2 separate regions of the Gossypium hirsutum genome follow, and region 1 is linked to region 2. A link is a contact called in public Hi-C data. All regions are on one chromosome and are shown on one strand. Each heading gives the region's core, a stretch centred on a gene start, on an enhancer-like site or on the middle of the called end of the contact. The rest is flanking DNA. Distances are from core to core; before and after follow the strand shown.

Region 1 (5,565 bases), core at 265-2,764, 350 kb before region 2:
CTGACACTGCTTGTAGCACTTGTGGTCATAATGATGAGAATATCCTTCATGTGCTTCGTGATTGCACAACGGCAAGGGAAGTATGGTTGCAGATAGTCCCTACAGTTATGCACTTTGTTTTTTTTGCAGGATCTCTTCATGACTGGTTAGAGCTTAACCTACGAAATCAGCAGAATGTGAAGCTAGGGAGTGGAGTCAATTGGCCTTCTTTATTCGGGATTATCATTTGGCGTTTGTGGAAAAATCAGAATCTTCATTTATTTCAAGGTCTTTCTTGCAGTACAGATGAGGTTATCAAAGCCTCCTTATGCTGGGCGAATTAGTATGTTTCAGCTTACACTGCAAGGGACACTAAACTCTCACGGACGGAGTTGGCTCCTGACTCCTTGGAGGGTTGGTTATATTTGAACACTGATGGATCGGTCAAATATGATGATTTGTTTGCTGCATCAGGAGGACTTCTGCGAGATCAGAAGGGAGCTAGGATCGTTGGCTACACGAGGTATTTGGGTAATTGTGAAGTTATTGATTCAGAACTATGGGGCATTCTAGATGGGTTGCAAATTGCCCTTGATCGTGGCTTTCAGAAAGTTCTTATTCAAAGAGACAATCTTGAAGCGGTCAACCTTATCCATGAAGGAATTCGATACGGTTCTAATTCTGCCTTAATTAGGAGAATTCTTTTGAGTTTAAAGTCACTGAGTCACTGAAATCTTCATCATATCCCAATAAAAGATAATGAAATCACTGATAAAATAGTTAAACTCAGAAGAGATAAGAAACCAGAACTGCGATTAATAGATCAGGATATTGTTTCAAGTTTACTTAATGTTTGATTTTTAAGTTGTAATTTTTTTCTACCAAAAAAAGAAGAGAAAGGGAAGTAACATGTAAAATTCTTCCACATGAAATTATATTATTAAATAGGATGATGTGGATCAAGTGTGATATGACAAAAAAAAATATTAATAATTTTGTTGACTCCTCTCAAATCTTCGAGAATCTTAATTTAAAATTGATTAATATGTATCGACGTTACTCAAATACTCTGGTCTAAATAAATTCGGGGAGGGTTTTGTTTTTAATGACTGGGGTTTCGGTCAACTGATGAGTCAGGTAGGGTCAATGTCAAACCGGTGAAGTATGAACTTATTTAATCCTAAAAGCATAAAAAATGTGATGTAACACAGACAAAGACTAAAAGAAAAATTTGGCCATCAATGGTCTGTCTAGTGTAGTTTACATCTCAATTCTATTTCTATTTATTATTTTTCCAAACCTTAACTAGTGGACAATTCATAAACTATAGGCATGTCATAATTGGTTCTTCTCCTTTACAATAAAAAGTGGGGCCTCACTTTATTTTATAAAATTTTATTATTACTTTATTACTACTAGTACTATAAACCTTCGCTGTACCTTTCGGGGTTTGTTTTTTTTTCTATGAAATGGAAATAAGTGGTAATTTTTTACTTCGGTGGACCTTTTTTGACGTGACATAGGACTTTTCTCCAACTTATCTTTTCCACATTTCCATCATTGAAATCATGAATTTCCTCATACACTTCAAAAGTTGGTTACTTAGAGCTGCATCAAAAGCTAACTTTTGAAGAGAAAATTGGTTTAGGTGAAAGAAGATTGCTTCATTTCACTAAGAGAAACATGGGCAGACTTGCTACACATCCTTCAACCATGAATATACTCTTTGGGCTCATGATTCTTACAGTCTTGATGCTCATTTGCATGGAACCAAACCAAGTTGAAGCCCAAGTGGAGCCGCCCTATCCTCCAGATTATGAAGGTAAGTTAGCACAGCTTTGCAACTTCTTTCTTGCTTCAGGTCGTGTTAAAGATGAACAGCATTTCTTTACTAGCTGATACTCTGTTCCAGTCCACTTTCCTTTTTATTGTTTCTTAACTAATCTCAACCAAACAGTAAATTGCAGGTTTGGTTCATTTGAGTATGTACTTGAGTGTGTAGATTATCCTGTGATTTGCTTGTAAATTTGTACCAACCCAGTTCTACTTCCTCCAATTGCCTCTCAAAGATTTGTTCTTTTCTTTCTGGGTTTGCAGTAAGAGCTCTTCATGAGATAGCAACAGAACTTGGGAAGAAGGATTGGAATTACAATGAAAACCCTTGCAACAATAAGTCAAGTTGGTTTACTCCACCGCCGCCGCCAAATGTGCCAGAGGCCATTAACAACAGTACTGTCACCTGCAATTGCTCCTTCCCCAATGGTGAATGTCATATTGATGGCATGTAAGTCCTTACTGATCATAATAAAATTGATGCTTATTTTAATTTCCTTAACAATAGACAGCCCTCTTTCTTTTTATTTTCAGTATGTTAACTTTGATTTCTGTATCAGTGATTTGCTTTGCTTGAATTGTCCATTTTGATTTTAGCACTATGAAATTATTACCATAGGCAAATAGAGTAAGGGTGTGCCTCATTCAAGATGAATGGCTCTATGAGTATGGCTTCTAATTCGGATACAAGTTTATCCTAATTAATCATCTCAGTCATTATATAATATCAACACTGTCATTTTCTATCACTGAAAGGGGTCTTTGAATTCTTTTTCTGCAACAAAAATTTCTCTCCTAACTATTGTGTGAGAGAAAATATATCTGGAATTTTGAATTTGACATGCTTCTAAAAACTTTGTATTCATTGGAACAGCTATCTTTTGGGGCAGGATCTTGATGGTGTTCTACCACGCTCACTTGTCAAGCTATCACATATTAAAGTATTGTAAGAAAAAAGGATACAACTGATGATTTGACTCTTTACCCAGCAAATAAGCTTCTATCTTTCTTTATAACTCCTTTTTCTGTTGCTTTTAGGGTACTATATCTGAACTATCTTAATGGCACAATACCACGTGAATGGGCTGCTCTGAAGTTGGAGACACTGTAAGCTACTAGCGCATTTCATGTTTATCCTGTTCAGAAGAAGCTTATTTTCATTCAACTGACAGCAATGGATACATTTCAGGAATGTTGCTATGAACCGCTTATCGGGGCCAATTCCAAGCTATTTAGGAAACATAACCTCTCTAAAATATCTGTATGCCTCGCTTGCCTATGTTTACTTTAGCATTATTTCTTTCCTTTTTCCTTAAATGCATTATAACGTTTCTTTTAGTATTATATTTTCAGGAGCCTGGAGAACAACCTGTTTTCTGGAACTATTCTTCCCGAGTTTGGGAAATTGGTCAACCTGGAAAACCTGTTAGCCTTTCTTTTCGCTTTTAGATATTCGTGCATGACTTATCAGTCTACTTCTCTATGGTTGGCCTGATTTTGCCTCTTTCCTGAATTCAGTACTCTTAGTGCTAACTATCTCATCGGGAAGTTTCCCTCATTCCTGGCTAATCTGTCTAATATAAAAGAACTGTAAGTGTTTTCACTTTTCAACACTATCTAGTGTTTACTGTTAATAAGGATGGATTTGTTAATACCCTGCTTTTATGCATGGTATATGCAGTAGGATTAGCAGTAACAATTTCTCTGGTAAGATGCCCGACATTTTTCAAAGTTGGAAGCAACTTGAGAAATTGTAAGCACCTTTCTGTCTCAACAGCTTCTCTATAGCTCTTTATTGAAAGTTTTTTGGTGATGATTTGAATTCTTTTGCTGACAGAGAGATTCAAGCTAGTGGTTTTGAAGGGCCAATTCCTTCAAGCTTAGCACTCTTGCATAACTTAGTGGAACTGTGAGTTTGTCTTGATCCCTTTAGATTTTGTAGCCCTTCATTTCTATTAATGATTTAACGTAATCTGGGTTCATTACAATGTAGATGCTAAAATTATTGAATTGGGGTCCTTTTCTATTTTAACAACTCTTTATAATGCTATATATTTCAGAAGGATCAGTGACTTACCTGGAGAGGGTTCAAAGTTTCCGAACTTAAAAAATATGAAAAACATGTATAGATTGTAAGTCATTCCAAGGCTTGCAAAATTCTTCAAGGTCATATTAATCCCTATTTTTTATAATTGTGCTGACATGATGGGGGCTCATAACGCAGGATATTACGTAGCTGCAACATATCTGGACCAATCCCTGATTACATATGGGAACTTTCGGGAATGCAAATTTTGTAATTTTTCTGTTCTTATTCATCTCATTTTTCAGTATTTAATTCAGTACTAGGAGCAATTGTGTGGATTTGCGGAAAAGGTTCGTCATGATATAAATGTACAATGTTAATGTGTACGAGCTCAGTTCTTCTGTGACTAATGTCTGTTTATGTTTCATATTTACAAAGATTTTTGTACAAATCCATGTAGAGACTAGAGCAGCAATCTACTTAGAGGTGTTTCATAATTTTGCACTCATGGTATCAATTGCCATATCACATTACGTAAAACGGTGCTAATGTTGACTGATTCTATAATATTTGTAGCGACATCTTCACCAGTTTAATGGAATACTATGATTTTTCATTCATTTTTTTTACAAGTTGAATATTTAGAATAGCGTACATGAATCTGCCATAATCAGCATCTTGAGAACTTCAACATCTGATATCTTGCTTGCTTTCCAAGAATTCTTTCTTCGTAAATGCACTCATCATATATTTTATGGATTTCAAATTTCCATTAATCAATCATTTTCAGAATTTATATTTGGATGTGCCTAAGAATTAGCTGTTTTTTTTTTCTATTTCTTCCAGAGATCTCAGCTTCAACAACTTGGAAGGTAACATTTCAGATACTGAAAGCCTTACAAAAACGCAATACATGTAAGTGCTGAGTTTTTAACATTTATTCATCCAAACCCCAGAATAACCAATCTGGAGAACACCTAGGTACATTATACTCTTCAAATAATACTCGGTCTAGGTAGATTTTTTTTTATCATTTAATAAGATATTTATTGAAAAAGAAACAGTATTTAATCAAAAGTTCCTATTTTATTAGACTTTTTAATTCTTATGGTAATAGAAAACATTGTCATTTGTTTATTTTATCTGAACAATGTACATTTTGGAAAATCATGGATTACATCAAAATAAAACTCGCTTGCTCGTACTTTCACAACTTCAGAATCAGGAATCTGCATGCATTACTATCCTTGTATAAGACCTTTCAATATGGCTCCCATAGAAGCGCTTAATTGTGAACGTTGCTTACTGATTAGGTATCTGACACACAACTCGCTTAGTGGGCACATTCCAAATTGGTTGAGTATTAGAGACAGCCGCTAGTATGTCAACTATCTTTCTTTCTCTCTTTTTCTTTTTTCAATTTGATACATGATTATCTGTTATTTTCTGCATTTTGTTAACTGATTCTTCGAAGAATATTTGTAATATGATTTTTACTGGATTTGATCTTAAGTTATTTACAGCCACTTAAGGATTTTCTTCTTTTGACAATCTTAAAGGATATACTTCCAAACTACCTGTTTCTCTTCAAAAGATGCAAAATGACCCAAATTATCCATTTTGTAGTTGCTCAAGAGTACCATTCCTGGAAACATGTCCTGTGTTACTTATACCAGTTATAACATTGTTATTTTTAATCAAAGTCAATGTACCTTAATGTTTCAAGT
Region 2 (5,240 bases), core at 841-3,340:
GCTCCACACGGCCTACCTAATTTGACCGTGTAATCGTACACGCTCGTGTTCCCCCACATGTCCAGTCACACGGTTGTGTGACGCATATGGTCTGCCACACGACCTATCACACAACCGTGTGACAAGGAACAATTTTAAATTCCTTGGGTTTTTTTCCAAATTTTCCAGATTTATTCGCGGGGGTTTCGAGTTAAAAACACACACTTGATTGTTTTCCGATGTCGACTTAAAAGCAACACTACCAACTCCTATTACAACACCAAAATATCAAGTAAACTAATACAATTTCAACGAACTCAAAACATTCATTCAACTAAAAACGCTAGAAAAACCAGCCCTTACCTAGAAAGCAATTACTAAGGTACTCAATTAGTCGAAAGAGATTTATGTAGCTCGAGATCCTCCCTTAACAGAAACCCCCAAAAGAAATCATCAAAGAGCAATCGAGCCAACAAGAATTCCTCGAATAAAACCTTACCAAAAGAACATTTTTTTTACTAATAACAACAATGGCAAAGAAGACCATACTTATACATCACTTACCACAATTTCGGAAGCCCAAATCACTCACCAAAGAACAAAATCCAAAAACTAGGCATGAAAAACAACAGAACAACGACAAAATACAAGCATAATTGATCAAAAAGAAAAGATTAAAGGTTGCAAAGGAATAATAGAAAAAAACAGAAGAAAAGAAAAGAAAAGAAAATGGAAGAGTGGAGAGTGAGAAATAGTCGGTTGAGGGAGAAAAATTAGGAAAATCCCTCGTCACCTTTTTTTTAAAACTACCCCACTAACTAATCACATCAAATTTTTTTTCTCGGAGTTTAAAACAAAAAATAATTCACTTTGCATACGCAAGAATTCAAACACAAGACTAAAGAGTAAGTTGAAGTCTTGTCACTAAACCAACAAACTCATTCTTAATATTAGTTGAGCAAAAATAATTTATAAATCAGAGGTTCAAAGATTGAGATTTTGCAAAAATTCAAGGGAAATGATTTAAACTCAGAACCTTACACACACTACTCACATCTCTTAACCACTGAATCAGAACAAATTACTTTACATAATTTTCACAACCTTTATTCAAAATAGGGCGTGACCACTTTTGATTTCACTAACCCAATTTCTTCTAACCCGATTTTCGGGATGTGACAATGTATTCACCTGACCCACATTAAATTCTTAATATATGATTATAATAAATTACAATTTTAATGTGCAAGAAGAAAAATCGATTTATATGTATTTATCTTTTGAATAAATATAATATTTAGTACTTGAAATTGATTTTTTTAAAAATTTGATAGCTATATTTTTTGGTCCAAATTGTTATCTAAACTTGTCATACGTTATACAAATTACTCTAATATGCTAACAATATAATTTTCTTACAAGGTAACAAAATAATTAATATATAATTGATATACGAGGGATGACATGAAATATTTTTTGGCATTCTAAAAGTTCAATTACTTTTATTTTATTTCTTTTATTTTAATACAATGAGTATCTTTTATTTTAGATTTTTTAAACTCTAATTTTCTTCTTCAATCATTCTTCATGTATAGCTCAAAGTACAATTTTTTAACTTAGATTTCCTCTAATACTGATGATATTTTTGTGGAATTGAAAGCTTTTTGAAAACCAAACAATGATTTAAGCATGCGATCCCTTTTAAATTATTTAAAATAATCTTAACCCTAATGAAAAGTAAAATTCGAGCATATAATTTAGAAAATCAGTGGAAACTCCAAATAAATGTAATTATTATTGTCATTAAATTTCATTTTATGTGTCACATATCAGTCATGCATTAGTTATTTCTATACCCTTATAAAAAAAAGTAACATAGTTAATGTTTTTGGTAATTTATATAACAATTAATAAGTTTAGATACCAAATTAAAAAAAAAGTGTCAAATTTAAATATCTAATTGAATTAAAAAAATTTAAGTATCAAATTAGTAAAAAAAATCAAATTCAGGTACTAAATGGAAAAAAACTTAAATAACAAATTAAGAAAAAGTCTCAAAAATTAACACAAATTACCAGCTAAATCCCTTTTACTTTAAACGTTAAACGTTAAACGGTGTCGTTTCAAAATTAATGAGTCCGTGTGTACAGTCTTACATCAACACTTCCCCTACCAGGAACAGCGTAGGAAGAGCCAGAGAAAGAAGAGTCCAGAATCTGGGAAAAAGCAAAAGCAGCCGAAATGAGCGGAGCCACGACGGCAGCGTATTTAGCTCGAAGAGCAGCTCAGAAAGAGAGGGTTCGGATTCTCTACCGCCGTGCCCTCAAAGATACCCTCAATTGGGCCGTCCATCGCCACCTCTTCTATCAAGATGTATCTCTCAGATCTTTCCCCTCATTTTTTTTTCTTTCTTAATTGATCGATTCTTTGATTTTAAGTTTCTTTTTTGTAGGCCTCTGATCTTCGCGAAAAATTCGAAGCCAACAAGCATGTGGTTCGTCTTCATTCCTTTCCCATTTTCACATTATATCATCCTCTTTTTTTTTTAATTAATCATATTCAGTGATAAATTGTATGAAGATTTACCTACTGGGTGTTCTGTTTTTCTGTTTCTATTATGACAAAATGATCTCATTGAATTTCTGCATTGAACTTATTAAGGACTCATGTAAATGGTGATTATATTTTTAATGGTTTAACTTTGCGGTTGTTTTGGCTTTTCACTAAGTATCTTTGATGATGTTGCTTTGTATAATTTGGGTTTTTGCAGGAAGATCTTGACACAATCGACAAAATGATAGCTGCAGGTGAAGCAACCTATAATAAGTGGCGGCATCCTGATCCTTATATTGGTAAGATTACAATAGTATGTTCAATGTTGTTGGTTTTATAAGAGAACTTCTGTTTGAAGTAATGGGATATGAAACTTTTCTTTTTCTGATGCATACACTTGGTCTCTAAGATACATGCATATTACCAAAGGCAGAGTTAGTGTATTGGAAATCGAATGTCTATGTCATCTCAATAGTTCTCGCGTGGAAGGAATTTTTGTATATATACGTGTGTGTTCTTTTGAAGTTCTTGTGCAACAACTGAGAGGAAAATGGCTCAAAAAATTGACAATAGGATGAATTTTTTATGGTAACTCATTTACTCTTTGTTAGGATTTTGATTCCATCTCAGATAAATAATAGTTTGGTTATTACCAGTGAATTTTCATTGACTGTGAGAAACAAGGTATTTAGGTGAAGAGAATTGCTACCAAACTAGTACTATGGTACTTCACCTCTCCTTGCTTGGTGCCATCTACTTACATTCTTGTATTTGGTAAAAAGTACTTGGTTCTTACTGTTAAGTCTTGCTCTTGTTGTGACACTTGACTGATTGACTGCGATTTCCTTATAAGTTGCTAACTTTCCAGTTTTAAACCTGTTATGTGGTTTGAAGCTTAACATCTTAATTCCATTTGCAGTTCCTTGGGCTCCTGGTGGTTCCAAGTTCACTCGAAACCCTGTCCCGCCATCTGGGGTAATTCTTTTAGTTCCGTTCTTGCCATTTGCCAACAAATATGCTATTTCTTTGTTTTCGCATGTTTCCTCACTTGTCTGCAATTCTTGTTGTATTCTATGCATTCTTATTTTTATTTTTTTGGAGTATTCATGTGTCTACCTTTATGAATGTAAGCTATCCTTTTCTTGCTTTTAGAGTAGACATCCACTTATTTTTGTTTCTTCTTTGTTCATGGTATCTAAAAAATCCAGTATTTTAGCTGGAGAAAATTGAGATTGCACCTCTCACATACCGCACTGTTCTGTTCTGTCCATTGGCCTTCTCTACGGCTATCCAATGTTCATAGTGATTATCAACCCATCATGCTGCAGATTAGAAGAAAAGTAATTAGAGAATCCTCTTCACTTGTCTTTGTTTTGTTTCTCTATAGCAGATAGCTTCTTTCTTCCTACTATTTTAGAATCATTTCTTCCTTTGAGTATATTATTTATCTCGGTAGGTGTCAAAAAATGATCTAATTGCTGGAGAAAGATAGGGTGAAGGGAACAGGAGTGTTCATCTTGTCCTGTAATGGAGTTTCTACCCTGTTGCTTAGCTACCTGACCTAGATCCTTTTAGGAGCTTTCAAGCAACTATTAGTAAAATTCCTGATTGATTTAATTGCTTTTTAAATTTTTATCCAGTTCTGATATTTCATTCTTGATGCAGATTGAGATTTTATATGATTATGGTAAAGAAGAAAATGATTAAAACATGATCTTTTCTACCCCAACAAATAAAGGTTAGCCATTTACTTTGTTATTTAGGTTTTCTTTGTTCTTTGTATAATTCCCTTGTCAAAGTTTTGGTTTGTGTCTTACAACTTGCCACTGGTTGGTTGCGCTTTTCTTTAGAAGTTTAGTTGCGATAATCTCTTGGATTTATATTGAAAATACATACATGCAAAAATGTATTAGCAGGGTGTTATTGTGAAAATAATTTCAAGGTTTTTCGAGATACACTCTCCTGAAATCATTTAGTTTATTTAGGGAGTGATTAGTGTGTTCTTGTCTCGAAATAAATGATACTCGACATGTTAGTATCTTTTCAAATTTGAATGATATTTGCACTAAGGATCCAATCTTCTACCAAAGCATCCTCTGTTAAGAAAATGCCATGTCAAATCACGTAGGTACTAGATGCTTTGAACATTTTGTTATTTTTTGTGATGCTAAAACTTTCCAATTTTTGGTTGATTCAGGTCTAGAGACTCCTTGAGGGATTCCAACGCAAGGATTCAACAATCGTTTAGCCAAAATCACGGAACTATTCATACGCTCTTGGCAGCAACTCCTTTGTATTCATCCCAGTGAAACGTGATGAAGCTTTAATAACATTAATGTTGATGCTCCTTTTGACTTAAGTGTTGTGTCTGGTTTACGATATGAGATCATTGCTCAGATTGAAAGTACCAAATGGTTGTTGACATTTGCAAAGTAATACTATGATCATGAATCCTTTTTTGTCAAAATCTTATGTTTGCATCTTTTGTCTATATGCCTACGTTGGGTACTTGTGCATTGTGCCATTGAAGACGTTGGAATCAAAGGGTTGCAACCTATGAGCTTTCGGGCATACTGGATATAATTAGTATGAAAAAAGTTGTAGGAACCTAGTGAACCTGTTGGTACGTGTTTTTATTTTGTATCAGTAGGCTTTGAAGTGCCATATCCGGCATAACTAATGGGTATTTAAAAAAAGAAAGAGTTGAA

What was found. Hi-C and Micro-C count contacts between places; a contact is called where the count stands out from the background.
Region 1: a contact with region 2 is called in a Hi-C map of leaf, with 1.6 times the contacts expected there. The contact joins the promoter of LOC107928097 here to the promoter of LOC107927969 in region 2. A contact is called at or near these places in 2 of 34 Hi-C or Micro-C datasets (both in leaf).

What each region holds. Positions count from the first base shown.
Region 1 is chrA12:7,762,786-7,768,350 of Gossypium_hirsutum_v2.1, reverse strand. LOC107928097 (probable LRR receptor-like serine/threonine-protein kinase At1g07650) reads left to right here and starts at 1,514. Exons shown (of 24, transcript XM_016859268.2): 1 at 1,514-1,801; 2 at 2,077-2,263; 3 at 2,687-2,758; 4 at 2,851-2,919; 5 at 3,002-3,073; 6 at 3,166-3,237; 7 at 3,331-3,402; 8 at 3,494-3,565; 9 at 3,650-3,721; 10 at 3,873-3,944; 11 at 4,037-4,108; 12 at 4,685-4,753; 13 at 5,152-5,217. The coding sequence starts at 1,663.
Region 2 is chrA12:7,414,259-7,419,498 of Gossypium_hirsutum_v2.1, reverse strand. It overlaps LOC107927969 (NADH dehydrogenase [ubiquinone] 1 beta subcomplex subunit 9), which reads left to right and starts at 2,090. Exons shown (of 6, transcript XM_016859113.2): 1 at 2,090-2,352; 2 at 2,432-2,473; 3 at 2,750-2,831; 4 at 3,452-3,507; 5 at 4,198-4,270; 6 at 4,730-4,999. The coding sequence starts at 2,221. The coding sequence ends at 4,239.